2 separate regions of the Gossypium hirsutum genome follow, and region 2 is linked to region 1. Evidence: chromatin contacts called from public Hi-C data. All regions are on one chromosome and are shown on one strand. The core of a region is the stretch at or near the end of the contact, and the rest is flanking DNA. Distances in the headings are between cores, read along the strand shown. Region 1 holds the start of LOC107935836 (zinc transporter 5). Region 2 has its middle 9.1 kb from the start of LOC107947521.

Evidence for each region. A called contact is a pair of places that touch in the nucleus more often than the background predicts.
Region 2: a Hi-C map of leaf shows a contact between it and region 1, with 2.1 times the contacts expected there. The contact joins the enhancer-like site here to the promoter of LOC107935836 in region 1. A contact is called at or near these places in 2 of 34 Hi-C or Micro-C datasets (hypocotyl and leaf).

Annotation. Positions count from the first base shown.
Region 1 is chrD12:8,752,903-8,760,373 of Gossypium_hirsutum_v2.1, reverse strand. It overlaps LOC107935836 (zinc transporter 5), which reads right to left and starts at 2,635. Exons shown (of 11, transcript XM_041108400.1): 1 at 2,317-2,635; 2 at 1,584-1,776; 3 at 1,385-1,470; 4 at 478-562; 5 at 142-220. The coding sequence starts at 2,366.
Region 2 is chrD12:9,005,263-9,012,733 of Gossypium_hirsutum_v2.1, reverse strand. No RefSeq gene overlaps it. Among protein-coding and RNA genes, the nearest start is that of LOC107947521, 9.1 kb to the right of the region's middle. Within about 2 kb of position 4,458, at least 2 of the 9 cell types and tissues checked have an H3K27ac peak or open chromatin away from gene starts, as enhancers often do. A contact at or near this core is called in leaf, where this site is marked.

The sequences.
Region 1 (7,471 bases), core at 1,386-3,885:
AATCAAACTAGAATAATCAGAACAAGAATAAAAAGATAATCTGTTTAGAGATTACAGGGAAAAATCAAATAAGGTGATACTAAACAGCTAGCCTATTGCATTGTAACATCCTAGATTTGAGGAAGGCCTATGAGAGGATATAGAATGGAGAAAGTGTTGCCAAGGCCCAGCCTTGAGATAAGAAATAAAAAGATGCCAACATTGCAATAAGCCCACCAACCTGGGAAACCAGAAGAAAAGACATCATCAGATATTTCATCCATTAATGTTGATGCTGAGCACATATAAAATTTTATTCTAATTTCTAATGGTACCACTGATGTCAATTCTAAACAGATACAGCAATAAGACCAATGTGCGTCCAACTACTTCTGAAGGTAAGGCAGCCCCAGAAAACAGAGGTACAAAATCTGTTTTACATGAATTAAAAAAAAAAAAATGTCGAATTAGCTATACATTGTAGTTCAATGTGTTTACCTTTTTCCAGAGATGGCCTCTTCTACCATACAATACTGCAGATAATACTCCAAGAACAGCACCAGAATACTCCGCCAATATAGCTCTAGAGAAAAAATAAAATGAAAATTAATATAGCCATGGGTACCATTTAAAGCTTCATATAGATAAAATCACGTCAAGAGAACCTAGGAGTCAATCATAACACGCTATAAAAGGTGGAAAGATCATTACGCTCATGAATCTTAAGTTCAGGTTATGATGCCCGGGATTGTATAGAGAGGTTAATGCAACAACTATCAAATATTCTTGGGCTGTTAACAACTTCCATTTTTACATTTTTTTCCTTTTAGTAGCAGGGAAGTGGTGGCAAAGACCACAATAAAAGAAAGTTTCACACAGTTCAAATTAAAACAAAATTGCGTGATATTGCATCAAACATCTAGCCCAAAACCAATAGCCTATAACATCATATAAGGCCTATTACGTGCATCCTTGCCAATTTTTGACACAAATGTTTCAAAAGGCTTGGAGTTTAGAATTTGTGAAAGTTGCACCTTTCTAACAACAAATCAAAAAGGGATCATGTCTGGAACTGTCCAAGCAAGGGCAAGAGATTTTTCTCCCGCATTTCCACCTTCAGATTTGGCACTACAATAAGACATTTATACGCATTTTCCACAAATATAAATAATTAAAATGGAAAGAGAAACTTTCAAGATTCCTATAAATAGGAGGTTGAAAGCATAGGGGTTTCTCATAAACTCAACAAATAAATATATAGCAAATTAAATTGTTTTTATAAATCAGACAAGGTTTCAAATATACAATACCATCTTATATGCCCAATCTAACCAAACTATGCATGTTTAAGACATGTAACCATAAACAGAAATAAGAAAGAATGTTTAAGGCACCAGAAACGCACCTAAGTGGTCCACAAGATTTAAGCCCTTTTCCCCACAAGATGAAATATAAAGCTGTTATAGCACCATTAATTACAGAAGGAACAACCTGCAAATTAAAAGAGACTTCAAAAAGGAAAAATTAAGGAAAAAGATACAAGTGAGAACTCTTTCTTCCAATTGTTATTATCTTCCTCAGGAAAAGAAGCAACTCTACTTAACCTGTGTATTTGAGAGTGATCTTCCCTTCCAAGGCTTTTGCAAGAGTAAAAATAAGATAGATGAGGGAACCAGACAACTGAAGATAAAAAGTATCACTGAAGCTCCAGTCTGGGTCAGGTACCGATACATGGAGTAAACTGACCATATTCTCAAGAAGTTCCCAACAATGTGGATTATCTGCAGAGGAGTTTGCCTACAAGTAAAAATAATTAATGGCAAAATCATCTAAGATCTAGCAAACTAAAATATAATACAATTAATTTATATACAAGTATATGAACATATAGTCATATAACAGGGTTTCAAATGTATTTTATTAGTATTTATAAATATATGAGAACATTTATTTTAATCTCTAAACAGAAAATCATTATCAAAAGTTTAATACCTCATGATTACGCCTTTTAGAACAATACTTTAGCTAAACTAAGCTAAAATTTCCCATAAACTACATAGAAGTACGCAACACTGGTAGAGATGATTATTCAGTTTAGTAATGCTAAACACGCTAGTCGCTAAAACAAAGTAAGGCACTGTTGACCTTAGCATATCACTTTGAAGGCAAGAAATGCAGTTGACCTAAACTCCACAAATAAACGTAAGATTCAAATTTCTAATTCCTCCGCAAATGTCATTTCTTCTAGAAAACCAACAGAAAAGCTAGGGTTCTAAAAAATCAAATTGAAAATTGAAAAAAAAAAGAATGAGAGATTTATTTTATTTTAACACATACCTGAAATTAGACGATCCGCGAACCTCAGAGATTGGCCTTGGAGACATCATCTTCAAAAAAATGAAATGGTTTGTATCAGAAAAGGAGGATATTTATAGCTTATTATGAGAGAGTAGTTTAATTTGGATTAGACAAAGCTTAAACAGAGATTAATTACTGATAATTAGTGTATAACAAGCAAAAATAAAATGAGAGAATGAAATAGAAAAAACGAGAGTCCAAACTGAAAATTGACTGCTTTAGGCTGGGCTACAATCAAGGATTGGGCTTTAATTGTTCCATTTCTTATTGATTTTCTTTATGACTATCTAAAACCGTATCTTTTAAGTTTCCACAATGTTTCATTAAAAGAGTTTCTTTTTTTAATTGCAAACAGGATTAATTGGAATTTTTTAAAAACTAGAATACAGTATGCGGAAGATAAATGTAAATAATGAAATATTTGGTTGAGAGGTAAATTTAAAGTTTTATTAATCTAATTTATGCTGGTTCAAATTTTATTGTATATATATTTTTCTTGATTTTTGTTAAAATAAAAAGATTAAAATACCCTTAAATAATATGGCTTATTTTAATTACAGTATGATATTTTTGTAATTTTTTAATCGATGTGGTACTCGGTTAACCCTCGACGCCAACTCAGTTAAGGGTTTTATTAATAGTAAGTATAGATGTACAACTAGTGGAGATAGTAAATTGTACATAATAAAAACATGTAATATATATATATAAGCTTTGGTTGAGTGATAAATTTAAGGTTTTATTAATTTAATTAGCACGGTTTAAATCTCAATGTATTCATATTTTTCTTGGTTTTTGTTAAAATGAGAAGACTAAAATACTCTTGAATAATATGATTTTTTTTAATTACAAAGAGGCATTTTTATAATTTTTTAACTGAGTTGGTATCCGGTTAACTCGTAACACCAATTTAGTCAGGGGTTTTATTAATAGTATATTGTAAATTGGCTTATATGTAAAAAAAAAGGCCTTACGAAAATGTAAAAAACCAATTAAGCCCCTATATTAAATTCACACCTAATTAAGCTATTGTCGTAAACTAAAATAATAAATTAAACCCCTTCATTAACGATTATTGACCACATTAACTATTAAAATAAATTGATGAACAAATCAGATGATGACAAGTGACAGCTTCTGGTTTAATATAATATTTTTCTCATAAAAATAATTAAAAATCATTAAAAAATCATTAAAAATTTTAAAAATTTTAAAAATATAAAAAATAAAAATATTAAAATATTAAAATTTACATAAACTTATTAAAAATGTAAAAAAATTATGAATTCTTTTATATTTTTTATAAGTTTATATTAATTTTAATAAATTGTAAAAAATAAAATTGATATACACTTATTATAAGTTTATATTTTAAATAAGTTTTATTAAAATTGATATAAACTTACTAAAATCGATATTTATTAGAATTTATGATTTTTATGATATAAAATTATTTCATAAAACTTATTTAAAAAATGTATTAGAATTCTTAAAATAATAATAATAAATTGTAAAAAAATGAAATATTCTAATCAAGGCTTTCAAAATCGGACCGATGGTTGAATTAATAAGGCCACCAATTTGCCATTTCGACTAACCAATCTAGTTCAATTAAATAAAATATTAAAAATATTAAAAACATATTGCCCGGTTCCCAGGTCAACCAGTCTAATGGCTTTCTCCTGAACGACACCCTTGCCAATTTCGGGTAAATCGGTCCAACCGACTGATCTGGTCCAGTTCAAGTTTTTATGATTTTTATAATTTTTATAAGTTTATATTAATTTTAATATTTTTTATAATTTTGTATGATTTTTTATAGAATTTTAATATGCTTTTATAAAATTTTAAATATGTTTTATTAATTTTATAAATTTCATTTTATAAATTATTATATTTTTATAATTTGTATAATTTTTTTTATATTTTTAAAGTTTTTATCAATTTTCATATTTTTAATATTTAATAATTTTTATAATTTTTGATGGTTTTTTCTATTTTTATAATTTTTATGATTTATATGATTTTTTCAGATTTTTTAAATATTTTTATTGTTATGATTTTTATATTTTTTTTTCTAATTTTTAAATATTTTTATGGAAAAATATTAAATTAAACTAAAAGCTGCTAGGTGTCAGAATTTAATTGGTCCATCAATTTATTTTAATAGTTAATGTGGTTAATGATGAAAATCGTTAATGAAGGGGCTTAATTGATTATTTTAATTAATGACATAGGCTTAATTGGGTGTAAATTTAGTACAAGGCTTAATTGATTTTGTTTTTCTTGCATTTTCTTAAGGACTTTTTTAACATATAAAATTGTAAATTTAAAGATTATTTCTTAAAAAATGTTCAAAATATGTATTTTTTTTAAGGTTACCTTGGTATCCATGGGTTTCAAGGTCCATAAGATATAAATTCACTAATGAATCTGTATCTTAACATCTATGATAGTTGAGATCCCTTATATTTAAATGTGTTTATAGATCAGGCCGAGTCAAGACCTAAATTTTAAAAAATTTCCAAGCTCAAGCTTGAGCCTAAGTTGGCCAAGTGCCCTATTTCACTATTCAAAAAATACTTAAGAATTAATTTATTTAAATTTAATTATATAAATATATAAATAATATTTTTTATTTTTTTAATTTTTAAATAATATAACAGGTTAAGTCAAAGTTGAAAAAAATAAAACCCAAGCTCAGTCCAAATTGGATTAGGCTAATCGGGTCGTGCAGGCTACTCAACCCATAAACACCTTTATTTGTATTATTCGTTTTTATTTTTTAATTCATTTAGTTTAGCCTTAACAAATTTATTAAACTACTACATCAAACATTGGAAAAAAATGAGTAACAAAGTTTTATTAACATCTCACTTAAATTAGACAAAAAAATTCATCAACTTTATTTAAAATAGTATAATTACATCACAATACATGTTAAAAACAACTAATTATATAATAAAATAATACTACACATAAAAATTAATATAACTCATTTTCCATAACCTTAGAGATGCTCAATTTCGGGAGAGCCTATTGAAATGTTGGCTCTCACTTTCATTTGCAAAAGCACCCTTTGTTGATTCTTCCTCCTGCATGGATATGTTAGGTTCAAAGTAGCAAATTGACATGCCATCAATTATGGTCAATTCCGCACTTACAAAGTTTGTTTTCTAAGTAATTTAGTATTTTAATTTATATTTTTAGTATTTAGGCCTTAGGATAGAAAGTTGATAAAAAAAAGTGTTTTTAACATATTTTGTAGGTGTTGTGACCCAATAGACCGACACAGGCCTTAGGTCGTACTAATTGATTTAATTGAGTGTATAGAATGGACGTAACAACCCATTTTTAATGATATCGAAACAGTGGTTTGGGACCACAATTTTGACGAGTAAATTATTATTTTATTATTATTTTAATGTTTACGGGATTTTATTAAGGTTGTATTAAATTTTAATGTTTGCATGGTTAATTAGGTAAAAAGGACTAAATCACAAAAGGTGTAAAAGTTGAGTTATATTAGTTAAAAGGATAAAATGGCTATGAAACCTTAAACTAAATGACTCAAATGGTAAATAAACCATTTAATGGGTTAGTGGATTATGATGGATAGGTTTTATGGTAGTTTAAATAGTTATTTAAGGTTAATTTAGTAAATTAGTAATAAAAAGAAAAACTAAGTAATAAAACATTAAAAAAAGATGTTGTCTTCATCATTTTGAGTTTCAAACCCTAAAATTTCCATTGGAGAAGAAGAACATTCGGTCAGGCTTAGTTTATTTGCATGGTATGATTTTAAGTCTCGTTTTTAATGATTTTTATATTTTTGTAATAGTTTTAACTTAATCTAGCTAGCCTGGGGGTCAATTTGTAAAACTGTTAAAGGTTGAGGGTTATGACATGAATGTTCTTGAATGCTTTTTGATGTTAATTGATAGATTATGAATCTTTTTTGAGAAATAAACAAGTTTTGTAAAGTGATTTTTGCTGAAATTTGCATTTAGGGATTGGTTTGTAAAAATAGTAAAAATTCATGTTAAATTTATGAAATGATGGTTTGTTTGGGTTGGTATAAGTCCATAAAGAATTCAATTAGCCTATAAGAGGGATTAAAATGATTAGATTTCAAATTACGAGCTTAAGGACTAAATTGTGAAAAGTTAAAATGTTAAGGGCAAAATGGTAATTTTGCATAAATATGAAATGTGGATTAAATTGAACACTAGAAGTATTAAATTGATTAGAATTATCTATTTAGATCAAGATAAACCACGTATGGACCTAGATGGAGGCAAAGTAAAAGCTTCGGATTAGTTCGACCTAATTTCTACGCCCCTAGTCATCAAGGTAAATTTGTATGAATGGTTATCGTATAAATTTTATTTAAATTGAATGTTATTATGTTATTTATAATGTGAATGGATCGATATATAAACATATCAATTTTATGATTGATACTGAGTCCCGGTTGAATCTTAGGAATTCTTAGGATACGAATGACATGTCATTAGGGATTTCATGTTTCGGGTGCCAGTCTTGAATGTCCTACTGATGGCTGAGGTCCTGCATTTGTTGTGGATTCTCCACAGCTCGTGTGAGCAGCATCGTGTAGCTTACATTCTAACCCACAGCTCGTGTGAGCAGACCCATTTCACAGCTCGTGTGAGCAATGATGTAAAGGAAAGGTTACTGTTATATGTAAAGGCACACTTCGTGTGAGCTTTCCCGAGTATCCGATGAAATTCTAAATGGTTCAACAGGTATAAAACGGGAACAAAAAGGTAAGTATGCAAATGGATTGAATCATGGCTTATTGAATGGAAACATGAGCTACATGATGTTGTATATATAGTTGATTTCATTATATCATGGAAAAACTTACTAATTTGTGAGTGGTTGATGTTGGTTAGGCATTTCTAAGCTTGTGGCATTGGTGTTGAATTGTATTTTAATTATGTTATGTATTATGGAAATGGTAAGTTAAGTTTATGTTTAAATGAGCTTACTAAGTATTCATTGCTTACGTAGTTTTTTTCTTATGTTTTATAGATTATCGAAAACTCGATTTGGTTGGAAGATTGTCAAAGATCTATCACACTATCCAGAAGTCTTTTTGGTAATTTTTGAG
Region 2 (7,471 bases), core at 3,209-5,708, 250 kb before region 1:
TCCCTGAAGTTGCAGTGGAGCAGATTAAATATAGCAAATTGAGAAGCTACAACATACGAATCCTATCTCCTTGACCTTGCAATAGGGTAGATCGAAGCACCAGTTCCTATACCTCTGAAGATGCAGTAGGAGGGAATGTGGTTACTTGAAGAAGAAAAGCACTGAAGAAGGCGAGGCTCAGTAAGACCGGGCACAATTGGGCTTTTAGTCATTGCTCTATTCCCGTTACACGATAATGAGCAAAGAGGGGCAGCTGTACAAGCCCAATAATGCCCGGGCCCAAGCAAATAAACAAACCCAATAAACTAAACCTAAGCCCAAACCAAACCTAGCCCAAAAAACTAAAAAAATTGAAACCCTAAGCAGAAAAATCACCAGCCGCCGCCCTCAACAGCAGCCACGTTCGTCGCTGCCTCTTGCGCGCCTTCCCCGCGCCGTTCGCTCCACGCCACACCTGCAGTAACGAACGGAAACAAAACAAAATAGTAAAAAATGAGCAATAGTATAGATTTTGTTTGATTTTATTTGATTTTATTTATTTATTTTTCTTTTCCATTTTCGGCTATAAAAAGTGCCGTTATCAAATCTGTAATGAGGGGGAAGGATTAAAGGAGAAGGAAGGCAAACGTTGTATGGAAAAACATTAGAAAACACGAAGGATCAGAATACAATTTTGAAGGTTTTTATTTCTTTTTGTTTTCCTCGAATCTTTTTTCTGTTTTTGGTTACCATTTCATGTCTTTTTAAGACAAAAGATAAGGGAAGAAGGAGGAGTTTTGTTTACCTTTCAATCGGCGGCGTCGTGCGGTTGGGAAAAATACGCGAACGGCGGCGGTGGGGGGCTGAATATGGGAACCCTAGCAGAGGAGGCTAGGATTCATAAGTTTTTTTTAAAAAACATGGCAGGAATTTTTTTTTTTAAATGTTGGTTTTATAACAAAATTAAAACGGCGCCGTTTTAAATGGACAGACCCGCGCGGTGACCCGACCCGGAGGGGAGGATCCGCGCGTTCTGACGTCACATGGGATATTTACGCAATTGGCCCTTCCTTTTTGCGATGCACTTCAACTAAACTCATTTTGTTTTTTTTTAATTTAGCCGTATCTTTCATTTCTGTTTCAATTCGGTCCTTCGCTGCGCAGCGTTTTGGAGGGTGGGATTAATTTCCCTTTTAGTCCCCCATAGTTGTTCGCGTGTTCAAGTTTGTCCTCTTTTATTTATTTTCGAATCTACCCAATTTTTTGTTTTTAAGTTCAATTTAGTTCATTTTAGCTATTTTTTTATTTTTTTAATATTTATCATTATATCCTTATTTATTATTATATTATTTATTATTATGGTTATTATCATTATTTCTATATTCATACATGCATGGTTTTTTACATAATATATACATATATGCATTTTTTTCATATAGTACATACGCATATTTTTATATATAATATATATGCATTTTTTTAATATATATATTTTTAAGCTTTTATGAATACATGCATATCTTTTATTCATACGTTTTATATATATATTTTTATGTTTTTTTAAAACTTTTATATACTTTATATTTTATATATACTTATACATTTTTTTTATTTTATAAATATATACACATATACATTTTTTTATCTTTATTTTATTTTCATGATTTTCATATACATATATACATGCACTTTTTTATTAGTTTTTTTTGGTTAGATGAATTTCATTCTTTCTTTTTGTTTGCAAATTTACTTGTATATTGTACTTGTATATATATTTGTAAATATTTATTCATATATGTTTGAAATTAAAGTTGTGTTTCATATTATACATTAACTTTTAACATACCTTTCGGGGAATATATTTTGGTTTTATCGAAGCATTAAAATCATCATATTTTTACAAATTTCCAAAATATTTGGCATCCATGATTCTCGGGAAAGATTGTGTCCTAACTTACTGGATTGCGATTATTTTTCGATGAATTTAGAAAGCCAAGTATTTGTTTTGCAATAAATTCGCAAATTTTAAATAAAAGCTTATTCTCGGGAATTCAAAATGTTGGGTCCTAACTTACTGGTCATGACATTTTCTTCTCGAAATAAAAATTTTCAAAAGCAAAAGACAGTATTCGGGTATTTTGAAGATTTAAAAACATTGGGCCGTAACTCACTGGGTGTGGTGTTTTATTTCTTTGAAATAAGAATGTCTTATTATTTTAATTCGTTTATGAAATAAAAAGTTTCTTTTTAAAATCTTTTTAAATTTTCGACACCAAGGCATTAAAAAAAATCAATTTGGTACCAATTTTGGGCGTTACGAGGGTGCTAATCCTTCCTCGTGCGTAACTGACTCCCGAACCTGTTTTCTCAAATTTTGCAGACCAAAATTATTTTTAAGGTGGGCCGATCACACCTTAATAAAGGATCGGTGGCGACTCCAGTTTTATTTTCAAAGTCGACAACTAAAATTTTTGTTTTCAAAAAACGATTTCGACAATATATAGAAATAATTTTAGTAACAATGAGTTCTAAATAAACTTTTAAGACATTTGTTAACTATTACATCAATATGATTTAATTTTACACTCAAATTATTAGTGAAATATTATAAAAAAATTAAGTAGATTCATAAAAAATAATTAATTGCATTTTAATAATGCATACAATTGGTCCTTGCATGATACGGATATCCAGACAAGTATATTTATATTATAAGGTATTAGTCTCTCAGTTAACAATGATAACCTAATTCTTTTTTCACGTGTCATACCTATCCTATTGGCATGTGGCAACAAAATATTTTTACATATAATATCTATTTTTAAAAATTAGTACAAAATTTAAATAAAAAATACAAACCTTTTTTAAATTAATTATAATATCTAAAAAGATAAACTTTAAACGTTTTTGTTTTAAATTTGTTTTAATATGTTTTAATTTAAGATTTTAAATTAATTTAAGTGATATATCGTTTTTTAAATAAATAAAAAATCATAGAAGAAATTTAAAATATATACCTAATAAATATTAATTTAATATTAAATTTTGAATTTAAATAATTGAGTAAATTATACCACAGGTTACTCAACTATTGCCTATTTTATTTTTTATCAACCAACTATCAATTTTTTAATTTGGTCACTTAACTAATCAAAATTATTTTTTTGACCCATTTCCGTTAAGTGCCATTAAATGTCTGATGGGAGGTAGCGTGACAGTTAAAAAATCGGTATAATAACAAATTTAGCCATCAACTTTTACATATTATATCGACTTGGTCATAATTTTTTAAAAAATTAACCCTTAAAATTTACAAAAGATCTCAATTTGATCCTGAAAATTATCCCAACGAACAAAAGTTAGTGAACTGTTTTTATTTTTATTTTTTTCATAAGTCAAACTTATGTTTTTACACTATTTAAAACTTTGTTTCGTACCGAAAGAAATTATTTAAAACTTTGTTTGTAAAATTAAAAAGTATTAAATATATAGATTTCTAAAAGATATTAAAAAAGTCTTTTAAACTTTATTTTTAAAATTAAAAAGGGTAAACTATAAAAATAGTCACTTTAGTTTCCTTTAGGTTACATTTTAATTACTTATGTTTAAAATATTACGTTTTAGTCACTTACGTTAACGCGTTGTAACATTTTAGTCATTGAGCCGTAAATTTCCATTCACGATGTAATGGTAAGCTGATGTGACACGTTAAATCATCATTTCAAACAAAAATTTCATGTTAAATTATACAATTGATCCCCATATTTTTTTCGTTTTGAGCAGTTTTTTTTTCTTTTATGTTCTTTCAACTTTCTCTTTTTTTTCTTCCCCATTTTTTAGTCTCTTATGCTTCTCCCTCTATTTTCCTTCTTTTTCCATCTCTTTTAACATAAAAGAAAAAAATTAAATTTCTCAAAATGAAAAAAAATATGGAGACTAATTGTATAATTTAACCTAAATTTTTTGTTTAAAATGATGATTTAATGTGCAACATCAGCTTACCATTACATCATTAACAACAATTAACGGCTCAGTGACTAAAATGTTACAACACGTTAACATAAGTGATTAAAACGTAACATTTCAAACATAAGTGACTAAAATGTAACCTAAGGGAAACAAAAGTGACTATTTTGGTAGTTTACTCAATTAGAAATCATTTAAAACTTTATTATAATAGTTTTATTTTTCAAATTTTCTTTCTTATAATTCATAATATTACAAATATATTATCTTTCAAAAATTTATTTATATTTTTTAAATAATATTAATCAATATATATCTATTTAAATAATAAGAAATTCATAAAAGGCATGAACAATATATATATATACCAAACTCAAATCCAAAATATTACTCAGCCAAACCCAAATCCAAAATAAACAATACAATTTATTCAAAGTCCAAACCCAAACAAAATAACAAGCACAACCCAAATTCATTTCCCCGTATAAAAATATATCTAAGGCTAAGCCCTACCAAGCCCTCGTCGGTTTCTCTCATTTCCCCTTTGCCTTTCCTAAATCAATGGACGTAATTTCCCAACCTCCATCTCGCCTCCAGCCTTCTCCCCGCACGGTAGCGCCGTTACTGTCTATCAGCTTCTCTTGTCAATTGTTTCTCTCAGCATCAACAAATACTGACCCTCTCCTGTTTTAATTTTCCTCCATATGTACACCATTGGTTACATATTATTTGGGTGATTGATTCAATATTGCAAAATGAAATCTAATTGTTCTTGATGAATATCAATTAAACAGATCACAATGTTGATCTTGGCTGTTGTTCAGTCACTAATTAGCCTCAAAATTACTATTTTTGATTTATATAGTTTAAATTTGTATGCTTTAAGCACCAACTTATCTACTTATTATTATTATTATTATTATCCATTTGTATTGTATGTTGATTATATCGTGATTTTATTTTGTTGGTGTCTGGCATTCTGGGTCATTAGCAGGTGAAAGAATAGGTACCCTTCGTGATCTTCAGCAATATCTAAGATTCTCATTTCAACTCTTCCAAAGTTGTAATGTTTATTTTGAATGTTAAAATGTGTCTTGTACCTGGTTGTTGAAGTCTATTAGGCTAAACTATGTTTAAAGTGCATATTATATGTTTAGGTTTAATGCCTTAGATGAAGTATGAAGTAAATATAAGAAGGTTATGCACTTTAATCATTGGTTTCTTGCTTGCCAAATAAACTAGCTTGGTAGATAAGTAGGATAACTTTGTACTGTGTATGTGTCTGATGTTTTGGTTTGATGTGGTGATATTTAAGGTGTGAATTTTGAAATGATTTTATAGTGTATCAGTACGTGTAGCCAAATGTATCAGTACGTCCACTGCTATAGTACGAGGTACTTGTATCGTTACAAGTCCTCACTTGTAATGATACATCTATGCTAGACAGGGTCTCTCTTGTTGACTCTCAAAAATCTATATTTCGTATTGTTTTAAAATGTTTTCATCTTGATTTTAAATTTTTAAAGATGAATTGGATTATTTGAATTTGTTTAATCTAAATGATCTTGTCGAAACTATTTTTTTATTTTGGAAAAAAAAAATTAGTTGTCGACTTTAAAAAGAACAAAAATTGAGAGTTGCCACCAATCTTTTATTGATATGTGATTGGATCACCTAAACAACAGCTTTGGTCTACGAGTTTTAGAAAAATGGGTCGTTTATGTACGAGGAAGGATTAGCACCCTCGTAACGACCAAAATTAGTACCTAATTAATTAATTAGTGTCTTAATGTCGAAAATTTAAAAATATGATCCTTAATAAAAACTAAAAAACGCTACTTATTAAGACTCTTATCATTTCAGAGAAAGAAAATGTCACACCCAATGCGTTAGGGCACGACATTCTATTTCCTCAAAAATGATTTAGTCCAAAATACTCTTATAATAAGAATTTAAAAGAATATCCATTTATTTAAGATTTAAGAAATCGCGGCCCAATACGTTAGGGCACAATTTCTCAAAATCCTAAACTTGGAATATTTCCTTTGTTATCATTTTTTAAAAAAAATATTTGTCTCAAGAAATTAATACGTCACATCCAATACGTTAGGATACAACATATTAAATTCCCGACAACAAGCTTTTCATTTTATTTTTTGATTAATGAGCAACTCTCGATCATTAGATTTAACGAAGAAAATTGGAACCCAATACGTTAGGGCTCAATTTCCTTGAAAATCCTACATACGAGTATTATCTCAATTTTGAAAATTTTTGAATAAAATGATTTTGATGCTTGAATGATATCGAACATAGCCTTTTAAGTGAATAGAATTCGATAAATGACAATATACAACATGGAGCGATAATTCGTAAATAAAACATACACTAATGAATGATAAATAATAAATGAATTCGAAAGAAAATACATAAATCTATTTAAGAGAGAATTTAAAGGTAATAGATAAAATAATATGAAATCAATAATATATAGAATAAAAATAATTTATTACAAATTATATATGTATATATAAAATAGCATTGTATAAAAACATTTTCATATAAATCTTTAAGACATATAAATATGTAAAGTGAATTTCGAAAATATATTACAAAATAGGGATATCAAAGAATATATACAAATCATGTTGAATTTACCTAAAATATAAAAAAGTGTGATAAATCGAAATAATAGCAATATATATTGAATTTCAAAATAATGATACATTATAATTTTTTAAAAAGGATAATATATATATATATATAATTCAATAAACTTATAGCCATAATACATATAAAACGTAAAATAAAATGGAAAATACTAAGTTAATCATTAAAATAGCATTAGATTCAAAATTAAATATATTTTTTAAAAAATAAAAGAGAAAAAGAAAAAGCAAAAGGGAGAGGCCAAGGTGAAAATCCGCAAAGGACGCCTTGAGACCAAAGGGGATTTGAGTTGAAAACCCGAAAAGGGCGGCTCAAATAGTGATCAAAATAAGACATGACGTGATTAGAGCAACTTGAATCTTGATCAGATTGGGGCATGTGGTGATCTAGTCAATAGGAAAGAGTAGGCAACATCTTGAGGCATCGACAGAGTACTGTAGATCTCTCAAACACATGTCAAACTCAGAAGGGTCTTCAGAAAGTTTGTACAGAGAAGTTCAAGCTGCGATATCTGGGGCACCCAATTTTCATACTATTGAATTTGTTGTTCTTGGAATACTTCATTCTTTTCAAAGATAAACATTCCCAATCAAATTCTTTGTTATCCTTCTTTGTTATTTTTGATAATTTATTTCTTTCGAGCTATGCCCAGAACCAACTTTTACCTATCTATTGTTATGACCTTTTTTGCAAGCATGTTGCATTGGAATAATGATTAATGAACTAATAAAACTTTCACAAGGGAAGTTTTGCATATTCCTTTAGAAGTTTTTAAATAATACAAGAACCTGAAACAAGACTATTGTTTAGAACGCACCAAGTTTAAAGGTTGGAAATTTAAGAAGGAAGAGTCTAA